Regions from separate parts of the Rattus norvegicus genome. Here region 1 is linked to region 2. The links are chromatin contacts, called in public HiChIP or PLAC-seq maps. All regions are on one chromosome and are shown on one strand. Each heading gives the region's core, a stretch centred on a gene start, on an enhancer-like site or on the middle of the called end of the contact. The rest is flanking DNA. Distances are from core to core; before and after follow the strand shown. Region 1 overlaps Dlgap1 (DLG associated protein 1). Region 2 overlaps Dlgap1 (DLG associated protein 1).

Evidence for each region. HiChIP or PLAC-seq counts read pairs in DNA pulled down with a chosen protein or histone mark.
Region 1: an H3K27ac HiChIP or PLAC-seq map of oligodendrocytes shows a contact between it and region 2, with 4 times the contacts expected there. The contact joins two enhancer-like sites. A contact is called at or near these places in 1 of 12 Hi-C or Micro-C datasets (the Rat2 cell line) and 1 of 1 datasets of contacts at active chromatin or transcription factors (oligodendrocytes).

The regions. Positions count from the first base shown.
Region 1 is chr9:118,029,279-118,036,493 of GRCr8, reverse strand. The region is part of intron 6 of Dlgap1 (DLG associated protein 1); the gene reads right to left. LOC102555426 (a long non-coding RNA gene) reads left to right here. Exons shown (of 7, transcript XR_010055090.1): 5 at 1-3,727; 6 at 4,098-4,209; 7 at 6,581-7,215. Among named protein-coding and RNA genes, the nearest start is that of Tgif1, 170 kb to the left of the region's middle. Within about 2 kb of position 2,128, at least 1 of the 93 cell types and tissues checked has an H3K27ac peak or open chromatin away from gene starts, as enhancers often do.
Region 2 is chr9:117,976,260-117,982,967 of GRCr8, reverse strand. All of the region lies in intron 4 of Dlgap1 (DLG associated protein 1), which reads right to left. Among named protein-coding and RNA genes, the nearest start is that of Tgif1, 220 kb to the left of the region's middle. Within about 2 kb of position 1,722, at least 32 of the 93 cell types and tissues checked have an H3K27ac peak or open chromatin away from gene starts, as enhancers often do.

The sequences.
Region 1 (7,215 bases), core at 879-3,378, 53 kb before region 2:
TAGTCTGAGGCCAAGTAGAGCAAACCTTCAGGAGACGCTGAGAGAGAAGCCAGATTGGAGAGTGGTTTGAGCCAGAACAGCCGAGTTGAACCAACCAGCCAGAGCTCAGAAATAATTAGGAAGGGTGAGCTTATTCAGTAGTAAGTCTCAGAGGCTGAAATCATTCTAGGCCTAGATTAGATTGTACGGAGGCTGGAAGCTTCTAGGACTAGGCTTTAGCAGTCAGAGGCAGTAAGTCTTAGAGATGACATCAGGTCAGTGAAAGATGCTTTTACACAGAGGGAATGTAACCCCCTTGCTATCATGATATCAGTCTCCAGAGAATACATCAGACTTCTTGACCTTTGAGTGCTCTACAACAATCCATTAGTGCTGTTTTCAGGTACCACTTCTGTGAACTGTATCACAGTCACAGTAGGAAGCCAATAGAGGCTCCACTCTCAAACTCACATTCGACTCACTTTGGTATGCCTCAGATTGTGGATGCCCGTTTAGGAAGACTTTTCTCTTGATTATCTTATCATGTTTTCTCTAGATTAAGGGGCTAGGTGGTTTAAGATGATAAATGATGTGACTAGGGATGTAGTTCAGTTGCTAGAATGTCTTGTCTTGCAAGGATAAGGCTGTGGATTTGATTCAAGCACCATAGAACTCTCTTCTTCTTCCCCACTCCCTCTGGACACACACATGAGCATGTATGTGCATTTGTGTGTGCATGCACAAGCACACACACACACACACACACACACACACACACACACACACACACACACACACACCAGACCTCTCACAAAGAAAAGGAATACCAATGCCAAAAACATAAACACATGTAGGGAACTCAGCAGCAGAACTAACTAATTTGGTACAATTCTTCATTAGTTGCTTCAGATTCAACATGATGCTGATACTATCAGAGCTGACAAGAGTTTTGTCTCAGCTTAAAAGGATCAAGGACAAAGAATATTTGCTTTCTAAAATGAGGAGTTGGGTTTTATCTTACATTGTCACCATTATGATCGATTTATTTCTTTTCAAGGCAGGGTCTCCCTATGGTCTCTCCTTGTCTGGCCAAGAGTAGGTTGGCCCCAAACTTATAGAGCTCTACCTGCTTCAGTGCTGAGTGCTGAGGTTAAAGTTGTTTAAGTCACTATGCCTGGCTTTTTATCTTACTTTAATTTAGTTTAACTTTTTTTTTTTTCAAGAGGGTCTCCTATAGCCCAGGCTGGTGTTGAAGCTACTACGTAGCTGAACGTAACTTTGAATTTCTGATCTTCCTGCTTCCACTCTGGAGTGCGAGCTTATAAGGCTGTGCTATTCCACCTGTAGGGATGAGAACCAGGGCTCTGTGCGTGCTGGTTAAGTGCTCTACCCACTGAACTATGCTCTTGGTCGATAGGCTTTGAACATATCAGACCTTGTTAATAAATTACATAAAATCATCACAATGAAGAAGTACTCTTAAAAATACAAAGTACTTACACTGTAGCTAGAAATTAACAGTGAGTCCGAAGCAAACCCGACTAAGTAGCAGCCGTGTAACAATAACCATTGTTATGATGACCCCATCCCTTACAGACTTTTACAATGTAGCCATATCCTTACACAGAATTATTTGTTACCAAATGCTAACCCCCTTGGTTCATACACAAGAAGCCCAACGATCTAAAATCAGACAAAGTTGAGATGCAAAGCTTATACTAGCATCATAAAGGGAAGCAGAGAGAGGGTGGCCTGAGGAAGGAGGTAACTTCAACCATCCAAAGAAAACAACAAGAGGAATTGAATGCTGAAAAGCTATAGAAAGAGAACAGAAAACTGTATAAAAGCTGTGGAAAATATCCCCGTAAAGTTTTGGATGTTACTATTGATAATATTTGTATTTTTTCATCAGATATAATTCTTAGATTTTAGATTAAAAAAAAAAAGGACAGAGCAAACTAAAACTGAGAAAGGTCTGTCTTTAGGCAGGCTGGCAAATGGCTGCAGAGTGGGAAACATCTGGCTTTGTCTGTGTTCCCTCCCCCACAGACACTTTGCCGATGAAGGCCACATGCCCCCTCCTTCCCTTCCTGCAGCCTTCTCTGTGATGTTTGGAGCTTTCCAAGGTCCTTTCCTACTGAAAATTCCTGTTTACTATAGAGACATGCTAATCATAAACAGTCTACACCACAAACACTGCCGTTTAGGACCCTGAATTTGGCTTCTACTCTGTTAGGAAGCTTCCTCCTTACTCTGGCTTCCTACTTCCCCCCATACACAGTTTCTTTTTTAAGGTCTAACCCCATGTTTAAGCTCCCTTGTGAATGATATTTTTATAGGATACAGCCTTGGACAGTGTCCACTAAACTACAAAAGACACTTTGATGCAGGTCCCTTGTATCGCTTACTGCTGTGTGTTCTGTAAAGTCAGTTCTGTGGTTTCGAGGAAGAATTTAAATACATTTATTTATCTCTCTGTTCACGTTCAAACCAAATTACTCCCAAACCTCAGGCTATAATTGATATCCTTGAACAACAAGCCTTTTCATCGTCTGGAGCAACGAAGTTACAAGCCTTGCCGATGAATCTGACCTGTCCTGCGCTGGACTGTTGATGGAGTTGAGAAATGTAATTTTAGATTTCCCAGGGTCAGCTTGCCCTCGCCTTGGTGGCCCTCTCAATAATCTTTGTCTCTGTGATCATCAGGCAACACATATTGTATGTCCTTTGAAAGCAGACCTATCTTTTCCCTTCTTTAAATGGTGTGACTAAGAAGAAAGGTGACCATGGTTTCAATGGAAAGCTGATATATGCTGAGAATTGCTCCTAGCCTCAGCAACCCAAAACATGTGTGATGGACAGAAAGGTCTACTTTCCAGGGCTCACACAAATGCACCAGGCAGTGTGGCATGATCATGTTCAAATATCATTTGTGTGTGTGTGTGTGTGTGTGTGTGTGTGTTTGTAAAGTCATGCCCTTGAGAAACAGAAAAGGTGGTAAGATATAAACAAGCAAAAAGAAAAAAAATTAATTAATTTTGTAGTTAAAGCAACTTGAAAAATTATGGAAGAATTAGAAAGACAATTCTTTCTCTCTCTTTTTTAAAATTTATTTATGTAAGCACACGGTTGCTGTCTTCAGACACACCAGAAGAGGGCATACAGATGGGTGTGAGCCACCATGTGGTTGCTGGGAATTGAACTCAGGACCTCTGGAAGAGCAATTGGCGCTCTTAACTGCTGAGCCATCTCTCCAGCCCCCAAAAGACAATTCTTAAGAGCCTTCAGTAAGGTAACAAGGATATGACCTCCTACTTCCTAAGAGGTTTACAGCATAGGATGACCATGAGGTTGGTTTTTTTTTTTTTTGAGTCTAAAATGCATCATGGCCTCTTGAGACATAGTTTGGGGAATGCTCACAAGCACCCCTATCTACCTCATTCTTTAGGGGAGATTGTGAAGTTCTAAAATTCTGGGAGGACTATTGGAAACAAGGTCTGGCCTAGGATTTAAGTGGAGCAGCCGAAAGCAGGAACCACTTACCTTGGCTTTGGGCAGGACAAACATGCAGAGAAGGCCGGTTTGTGACTTTCTGTTACAGGAGCAGACACATCCAGGGGACCTCTACACTTGCGTTAATGATTTTACTATTTTTATTTTATGCCTGTGATTGCCTGGATATATGTCTGTGCCTGATGCTCTTGGAGGCCAGAAGAGGGCACTGGATCCCCTGGCACTGGAGATACAGGTGATTGTGAGCTGTCACATATGTGCTGGGAACAAAACTCAAGTCCTCTGCAAGGGTAGCCAATGCTCTTCATCACTGAGCCACCTCTCTAGCTCCATTTACCATTACACTTGCATGTATGAACATGTGCGTGCGTGTGTGTGTGCATGTGTGTGCGTGTGTGTATGTGTGTGTGCTCGCGAGTGCGTGCTCTTCATCACTGAGTCACCTCTCTAGCTCCATTTACCATTACACTTGCATGTATGTACGTGTGCGTGTACATGTGTGTGTATGTGTGTGTGTGTGTGTGTGTGTGTGTGTGTGTGTGATGTGGAGGATCAAAGGACAACTTGCAGAACTCAGCTCTCTCCTTCCAACATATGGTTTCCAGAAACTGAACTGAGGTCATCAGGTTTAGTGGCAGTGCCTCTACCTGCTGGGCCGTCTTCTTGTGAGCCTACCACGTGACGGGTTATAAGTGGAGAGAACAGGGGTGGGATGAGGTAAGTCACTCAGCTAGGCTGAATGAACATGACTGACTTTTGACTTGCAAGCTGTTGGGTTTAGGAGTTGGCATTTATGTAAAGTTGAACACGTCCTCTCTGAGGAGAGGAGGCCTTCCTAGTATCATTAAGCAACATTTTAAAGAGGCACTGAAGAATCAGTTGCTATCATGTTTCCTATAAGGGAAGATGAATAGAAAACTGAAACCAAACTAATGGTTTGTATTCTCTACTGTCTTTGCCAAAGCCAGTCCCCACCCCCAATTCATCTATATCTGAAAGAAGCATCCTTAGGAGAACTTTGAAGAACTTACTAATTATTTTTACATATTATCAAAACAATACCCAAGGAAGCGAGTTTCTGGCCGTGGGCATTGCTGCCTCCCGGTAATGTAATTTAGCTAGAGATCAAAGGTTAAGTGCCTCTTATCCAAGGCTAAGTAATTATCCCCATTATGTGTGTTTTTGGAAGTGTTTTTATTGTTAATGCAAAGTGAAATGAACAGTCTTCCTCCTGCAAACCACTGTGAGTTGTGAGTCTGCATCTCGGAGCACATTAGAAGAGGCAATTAGAAATTCTTATGGACTCCGGAGTTCAAACGAAATTTTGTCATTTTAATTAGAAGTTTATTCTTTTGCCAGGCATCAGAGCGTCTGGTGTTGAGGCACAGTGAAATAAAGAACCATTGCTTTTCACAGTTTTCACAGTTGCTCATTACCTTTCCCCATCTACCGACCCTGGCAGAGGCTTAGCCTGGTAAGCCAACACTACTTCTGCAATGGAGGGCTTCCATGGTTAGACCCTGACGCTCACATGTGGAGTTGCTCTCTAGCCCTTCGGTAGTGAGTCTCCAATTACTGCCCCGTTATGGAGTTCTGTGTTCACAGGGACATGGGTATCCTGTATCAACTACTGTCTCTAACCAACATCCTCCATTAACTTTCCCCGTCTCCTTTAGGAAATGAAGACGTGTCCCCAGCATTCCCATTTGTCTAGTATTCCCGAGCAAGAGATAGAGTTGAGAGGCAGGCAGGACCATGATCCAGTTCGATAGTCCTGCATGCGCAATCTCAAGACTCTGGTCATGGTAGCCATGCAGTCTGGCTGCCATGGAGCCAGCATCTGGGATAGCCATTAAAGCTCTCTGGCTCTTTGCTTGAGGGATGTTTGGTTCCTCATCATAAAAGCCACTGCATTCCCTTGCATTGCATAACATCAAGGAATAAATATGAGGCAAAAGGTAGTTTCGGACACTTGCTTTTCCTCTTTCCCACATAGATAAATCTGCATGGTGGAAAATGTAAAACATTTAATTATACTGTGCAGAATAGTTAGGATCTTAATGGAACTTAATGTGAAATCAATCACAGCTTACATGTATGCCTGTCAGAGGAGTGGGGCAGATCCCTGCTAAAGATGATTATCTCACGAGGAAAGGGAAACCCAGATAGCCCAGCATAAGTAACCCATGGCAACTTGGGACATAATTGTGCACAAGGCCATGATTCTTCTGTAGTTCAACAGCTCGAGTCATGGTGTCCCAATGTACTCAAAGTCTCGGGAAAGAGTTCAAGGTGGGAATTGGGCTCTTAAAAAAAAGATTTATTTATTTTATGTATATGAGCACACTGCAGCTATCTTCAGATACACTATAAGAGGTATTGGGTTCCATTACAGATGGTTGTGAGCTACCATGTGGTTACTGGGAATTAAACTCAGGACCTTTGGAAGAGCAGTTAGTGCCCTCAACAGCTGAGCCATCTCTCAAGCCTAGGAATTGGGCCTTTTAAGTGATCAGGCCACTTTCAAGGGCAAGCAGATACAAAGGCTATTGAGTGGTTTTTGGTTTTGTGTTAGCAGACCATCCCAGGATTTTAGAAGGTGAAGGACCGATGGTTCTGGCTGCTTACAACCATTTAAGAAAAGGATTAAGGAGAGAGGACAGGGATCCAGGCACCAGACGGTGGATCCGTGCACCCACAGCACTAAAGGGTCTTAGGCTGGAGACTGCAGAATCTTCCAGGCGCTGGGAAGGCCGTGGCTTGGGGACACTTGGGGAAGGGAGTTTTGGAGTGATCCCAACAAAGGGTTAAACTCCCCGATAGCTGGCAGGCTTTCATTCTTGAGTTTTGAAAAGCTGTCAGACAGTATAAGGGAAAAGGTCGGAGAACATGATCATAATGGCGAGAAAACGACAAGAGCTACAGATAAATGTGGAGTGGGCGAGTGACGGAGCTGATAGCAAAGACAGACAGAAATCGCCAGAGAGGCTCAGAGTGGGAAGATTGCGCTGCATATCTGAACGCGCATGGGGAGTATCAGGAGGACATTGTTCAGAGTGAGTGACTGCTTTCTCTTGTTTTCCTTTAGAAGGGAGAGCTGTTTGGAAGCTGACCAGCTAGGGATATGGCTGGCGTTCACTTTTTCCCATGCACATAAACATAGCGGCCACCAGAGGGCGATGTTGCACGAGAGCGAGCAGAGAGCATCCTCTGGGATTATAGCACCCTACATCGCACAAATTCCACAAATTCCCCTGCGACCCCTTCACGCCTCTCATCTGACAGTTCCCCCTGGCACCAGGCATGGGTCTCTGTGGACAATGGCACCATCAGGAACATTCCTGCTGCTTTGTAAAACTGTAAGCACTTAGGAACAGACGCTTTGGAAATGTAAAAGCAGAATACCAAGCTTACAGAGAGGATACTGGCAGCTGACTCACCCTATTGCCTTTCTTCACGTGCTCTTCCCAGGGGCAACACTGCAGAGCTCCTTGGAGGGGCTCCGGAAGTTGGGGCTGTCTGTTCCTACGCTTCCTATGCTTCCTACGGGCGTGTGCGTTCTCTTTCATTAAAGAAAATTTTAGTTTCAGGACTCAGAGAGAAATGGTCAGTTTGGGAATCCATCGCTAGATTTTCTTTTAAATTTCCTATAAATAACTGAATTGAATCGTCAGAGAGAACGCTAGGGTTTATGACCCCAGCTGAGCAGCATGGGGGTCACAG
Region 2 (6,708 bases), core at 473-2,972:
ACACACACACACACACACACACACACACACACACACACTCAGCAAAATGGCCATGGGTCTTGCATGTAAACTTTGTAAACAATGACATGTTGTTGCTGTGCAGTTCGATACGTCCAATGGAGACAGTACAAGCTGCCAAAATGCATCTGATATTCATAATTTTGTGCCAGAGTAAGTAGACTCCTGTTACTTTCCAAAACTTTAAGCTTTGGTCTTAGAGAACCAGGGTCTGTCTGTGTTGCATGGGTGATGTTAAAGCTTTGCTCTCAGGAGTGGATTCACAGACCTGGTTAGCTCGCTGTGCTGACTGTGGATAGGTTGCCTTTACAGAGTTGGTCAATGCTGCTGTGGATGGACGCCAAGGAAGGCGGGAGGAGAGAGGACAGGGCTGGTGTTTCCAGTTTATTCTTCTCCATGTCTTTGGGAAGGCAAGCAACTCTTAATGGCCAGGCTGGTTCCCTGAACACTGTCCCAGCCTTGACCACTTGGCACTGGCTGTTAAGACATGAGAAAACCAGAGGTGGCCCCAGGAAAAGGCATTTGAAAGACAACTTTGAATGTAGTTGAATGCACACACATCCGTTAGAGTTTAGCTGTACAGACACCGTGGTTTTGAAACTCAGAGATGTAAGATCTTGTCCATGGCAACAACAAAACAGTTTCTAGGAAATGTGGAGACTTGTCTCCTTCCCAGATTCTGAAGTCACATGAGCTGTAACTGCCCACAGTACAGGGCAGAGACACACTTCAAAGCTTTGCGAGCAAAACAGAAAGATGATCTGCTAATGCACTATCATTTGAATGAAAGCAGTATTTAAATGACCACATGCACTCTGTCTAAATCAATAAGTACAAAGAGAATAATAACTGCTTTCCCTGGCTTTCCCGGTTATGCACTTTGGTGTTGAAGATGGCTCCTATTCACCTGTATTAATTTCATGTTGGGGTAAATTATACTAATTTCTTGGGCTTCGGGTCATAGAGAATAAAAAGATAATGGTCTTAGTTAGGGTTTTTACTGCTGTGACAAAACACCATGACTAAAAGTAGGTTGGGTAGGAAGTGTCTATTTTGCTCTCACATCCACATTATAGTTCATCCTTGAAGGAAGAAACTCAAAAAGGACAGAAACCTGGGGCAGGAGCTGATGCAGAGGCCATGGAGGGGTGCTGCTTACTGGCTTGCTCATTATGGCTTGCTCACCCTGCTTTCTTATAGTACCCAGGACCACCAGCTCAGGGGTAGCATCATCCACCAATGCGGTGCACCCTCCCACATCAATCGTTAATTAAGAAAATGCTCTACAGGGTAGCCTACAGCCCAGTCTGATGGAGGCATTTCCCAATTGAGAGTTCCTCTTTCCAAACGACTTTAGCTTGTGTCAAGTTGACCTAAAACTAGCCAGGACAATAATATTCACCTGTTGAATATGGATTAACCTTTCCACAAAGAATCACTGAAGAGGATTTTACTAACACATGAAAAGGGACAAATTCTTCTGGTTAAAATGTTCTCTGCTACGGTATCAGCAGAATAGACCATACACACACTGAAGCAGAAAATTCCAAATTGCAATGAGCAAGGCGCATGAAACGCAAGTGCAGTGGGGCCCCGAGTGGGAGACACAAAGCTCCTCTGTCACACGGGGCAGGGCAGGCTAGACTATTAAGAATCGCTCTGTCTTTCTCTCTTCTAACCCTGGGAGCCCTCCTCTTCTACGGATCTTTATGAACTGGCCTTTGTCTCTTCTCTGATGAAAGAGGCGCTTATGTTCTGTCCTACTCTTTCTGGTGCCTGATGGAAGCCCAGTGATGGGAAAAATAACTAGGTCTAAAGGAAGACTGGAGTGTTTCCAAGGTGACGCGCTCTGGTTTCCACGACGTCTCTGGAGTGTCAGTTCCAGGAAGCGCCTGCAGGGGGCGGTATATACTGAAGAACGAGCAGTGGATTGTGGCGCCTCAGAGGGACCTTGAGGGAAATGCGGGGTAATTTTTTTCACTAAAATTTAAAAATGTTTTTTTTTTTCCATGGGTGATTTAGTGAAAGAGTCAGGGCGTTAGAAACTTGAGCTTCTGTGATTATCTTTTCTAAGGCTTCCATTTCTCATGTGAGGAATTAAGCAGATAAGGAATTAAACCATGAAGCTTTGGGTTTAAGTAGCTCCCTGAGACGCGCGGACGCTGAGATAGGCGACCACCTGCCGTGCTGCAGGAGACCTCTAACTAGCCTTGGCCAGCTTTGCTGAAAAGATAAATGTCCAATAGTAAAGCACTCCCAGACTCTCTGCCACTGGACACTAGCATTTCTATAGTTCAGGACTGAGAAGTGGCCAACAGCCTTTAGAGGAAAACATGAAATTCAAAGTAGATAGAATTATGAATGCAGGGCTGTGTTTTGTTGTTTTACCATGGTGTCGGAAAGCAGCTAAAAGCAGCAAACAAAGGCACCTCTGTCACTGCCTCTCTGTCTCTGAGTCCCCCCTCTTTCCTCCTTCCCCCTCCCCCCTCCTCCTCCGACTCCTCTTCCTCCTCCTTTCCCCCACCTTCTCTCAGTAGAGAATCCTGGCTCTGTAGTCCTGGCTGACCTGGCAGTCACCAGCAGAGTTTGTCTCCCACTGCCTGCCTCAGGGGCTGGGATCTGAGAGTGCTGGGATTGTAGGGCACCATACCCGGCTGTTTCTGTCTTCGTGATTTAAGTTTTGCAGTCATAAATGTCTCAGAATTTATTTACTTCTACATTTTCCAGCTTTAGAAATATGTTTCTAAAGCATTTCCCAACGATCCTCTGGGTTTTATTGGACTCCTTTGAAACCCTTTTCATCCTTAATTTTATTAGTCTGGGTCTTCTCGTCCCTTGACTAGTTTGGCTAAGGGTCTGTCAGTTTTGTGTTTCTTTCCAAGGAAATGAACTTTGGCCTCACTGATTCTGTGTATTGCTCATGTACTTTCGTTCCATTAACTTCCGCCCTGACCTCCATTATTTCTTGCTGTTTAGTACATTTGAGTTCAGCTTGTTCTTGTTTTTCTAGGACATTAAAGTACATCGTTAGGTTATTTGAGATACCCCTCATTTTTTTTTCTTTTTTTCGGAGCTGGGGACCGAACCCAGGGCCTTGCGCTTGCTAGGCAAGCGCTCTACCACTGAGCTAAATCCCCAACCCCTATACTCCTCATTTTTAAAGATTTATTTATTTATTATATATAAGTACACTGTAGCTGTCTTCAGACACACCAGAAGAGGGCATCGGATCTCTTTACAGATGGTTGTGAGCCACCATGTGGTTGCTGGGAATTGAACTCATGACCTCTGGAAGAGCAGTCGGGTGCTCTTAACCGCTGAGCCATCTCTCCAGCCCGATTTTTAATTATCTGTTTGAGATGAGGTCTTGCTATGTGGTTCTAGCCTGGAACTTACAATGTAGACCAGGCTGGCCTTGAACCTGCAGAGGTCTGTTTGTGCTACAATTCTCAGCTATCTCTGACATAAAAAAAATGAATAAGGTTAAAATATAATGACATTTTCCTCTTCCCATTTCTTTTTCCAACCTCTCCAATGTACTTACCCTTCCTTGTTCCCTCTCAAAATCATGTCCTCTTCTTCTTTAGTTGCCACTGTTGCACACACACACACACACACACACACACACACACACGCACGCACACACACACTTTATATGTTTATTTCCTTGATGTCTCTTCATTAACCTATGTGCTATTCATTTTGTGGACTTTCGTATCTCTATTATTTAATTCAAGTGCAACTCTGTTGATCAGGGCATACACACTGTATGTTTTAAATGATATACACTTATCATATGTACATATAGTTACATATACGTAACACACACACTGCTCAGTTTGTATACTGCTGTTTGTGTATATGTGGTTGTGGTTTCAGGGCTGACCATGAATATTGGACCACCAATTAGGGGGCTCATCCCTGAAGAAGGCCTTTTCCTGCTGCTCTCAGTATTTCTTAGCTGCTTGTAGTTCTTAGTCTCTGGGTGGGGCCCAGTGAGGTTCCCTGTCACATATAGCATTTCAGTTGGTGCTGTACTTCTTCAGGTCTTGTTTAGGCTGACATGTTGTTTGGGTACCATGAGTGTAACTTCCCTGTGTTTCCTTGGAGACACAGTGTCACTGTCACTGCAGTTTTCCTGATCCTCTGGCTCCTGCAAGTTTTCCACCCTTCCCTCCTCAACATTCCCTGAGCCTTAGGTGCTGCAGTTGTCTTGTGGGCATCTGTCCTCACACCCATAGATAAGTGTGGCTCTCAACCCCCATAAAAGTAGCTTCTCTTTGTGTCAGAAGGAAACTAGTCAAAGCACAAAAAGCAAGCAGTCATGGATGCTCAGCCCTCGCTGTCAAATCTCCTCAATGGGCACGCTGGCACATTTTTATTTCACTGTTGATTCTAGAGGTTAGCTTTGCTGGATATAGCAGTCTTGGCAATTATTTACTTTGAGGGCTTGAAATACATTGTTCCATGCTCTCCTGTCTTTAGGGTTGCTGGTGAGAGACCTTATTATCCCAACATGTTTGCCCCAGAGGTGAGTTGGTATTTTTTTCCTCGTAGTGCTTTTTTTTAAAAAAAATTTATTTTATTTATGATTGTGTGTGTGTGTGTGTGTGTGTGTGTGTGTGTGTATGTGTGTGTGCTTGCTTATGTGGTATGTCTCTCTCTGTGTATGGACACGTGTGCGTGGGACCAGCAGAGACCAGCAGAGGTTCCAGTGGAGCTGTAGTTATAGACATTGAAAGGTCATAGAAGGAGTTTTCACGTGTGCCGCTAAGTGAAGAACATGGAAAAGGTTAAATAGCAAATAACATATTCTGTTATTTTATTCTAGAGGGGGAAAGACTAGGCAGAGAGTCTGGGTGAGTGATTGTGAAGGACTTGGGGAAGAGACACCCAAGAAGGTAGAAAGCAGATTTCCAGAGCAGTGAAACTACTTTTGTAAATGACTTGACAACTATTGGGCCTGCCATGATTTGCTTGCACGGAGTGTGGGCTGAAATATGAGCCGTGGACTTTGAGTGACAATGAGGTCTGTGAGCAGGCCGCCGATTCTGACGGTGCGCCATGCCGCTGGGATGTGGGTGGGGACGAGAGAGACATGGGAATCTTTTGTATGTTTTGATTCATTTGTTCTGAACCTATAACTACGTTGAAAAAGAGTCTACTTTAAAAAAGAGAGAGATGAGAAAGTCTGCAGAGAAATTGTGTTGTGAGCCTGGGTAGAAGGTAGTGATGTTCATCCTCCCTGTGAGAGAATCCCCGTCACACGCTGACCTGGACCCGTAACCATGTTAGTCTTTGTCCATCATGGTAACCAGGCAAACGTCTCTGTTCACTCAACAAAACACACTGTGTACCAGCTCTGTGCCAGGAGCCTGGGACAGTCTCATACACATAATCAGAGAAGACACAGGTGACCGGGCAGTTAAAATCCTGGGGACAAATATTAGGATAGTTGTTTAACAGGGTTCCTAGAGCAACTCTGCACTGACGGTTTGCATGGCTGATCTCACTCTCCAGTTTGCTTTTGGGGAAGGAGACAACTAATTAAGCTGCTAGAACCCTTCTGTCAAACTCACCACAATTTTCTTAAATAACTTCTTGCCCCACTGATAGAAGCCTTGCCAAATTCAGCTTGAACAGATTGGTAAGTGTTATTTATTTTTAAAGGATTTTATTCTGTGCTGGGAGCAGCAAAGGCAAGGGATACGTTAGCTCGAGCAGACTACGGAGGGAGGCAGGCGAAGAGGCTCTGCTAATGTTTCCCTGTAGCCCCGACAGCCAGATGTTACAAGTTATAAATTGCCAAGTTTAAAAGTCACAGAGAGAACCAAAATACACTTTTTTTTTCTGTGATTGGGACTCCAAGCCAAGAAATGAGACTCCGTTGCTTAGTCTTCCTCCCCCAAATTAGGCAGCTTTCCTTTCCTGCCATCTCCCAGCAGCTGCTACCCCACCTCCTCCCTCCCACTTATTAGAAATGGTCTCAGCAGCTGTTTGAGGAGTTGCTGCAGCAACTGCCAGCATCAAGTTTTAGTGCATCTGTAAGCTGTTCCAAGAACTCTGTGCCAGAATGTTTATCTTGGTGCGTGCTAGGGTACAAAAAGATTCAGACTTTCTGTTTAAGTCGTAAGAAATTCCTGGTCAATAGCTTGAGATTTCTGGTGTCCGATGTATTTTCTCCTCCTCCCCATTCTCCCCTTTAAAAGACAGGCTCTCGTGCAGCTCAAGACCACGCATCTCTGGCTGACCTGGAACCTACCATGTAGACCAGGCTGGTCTTGAACTTGCAGAGATTCACCTGCCTCTGCCTCCTGATTAAAGGTGTGAGCCACTGCTGCCCAGATCTTCTTTTAAAGAAAGACTTTGCTTTAACTTAAGTTTATGAGTATGTGTGTCTATGTGACTTCATGTGCACATGAGTGCAGGTGCATGCAGGGCAGACAGGTGGAAGTTGGAGCTTAGCCAAGTCTTCTTAGTGACAAGGCAACTTTTGAGGAAGACTCTGCAGTGGTCATTGGTAACCAGGGAATCTGGCAGGCCAGATCACTGAGAAGTCATGTGTACTGGTCTCAACACATGGCATGGATGGATGGATAGAAGGATGGATGGATGGATAGAAGGATGGATGGATGGATGGATAGAAGGATGGATGGATGGATAGAAGGATGGATGGATAGAAGGAAGAAT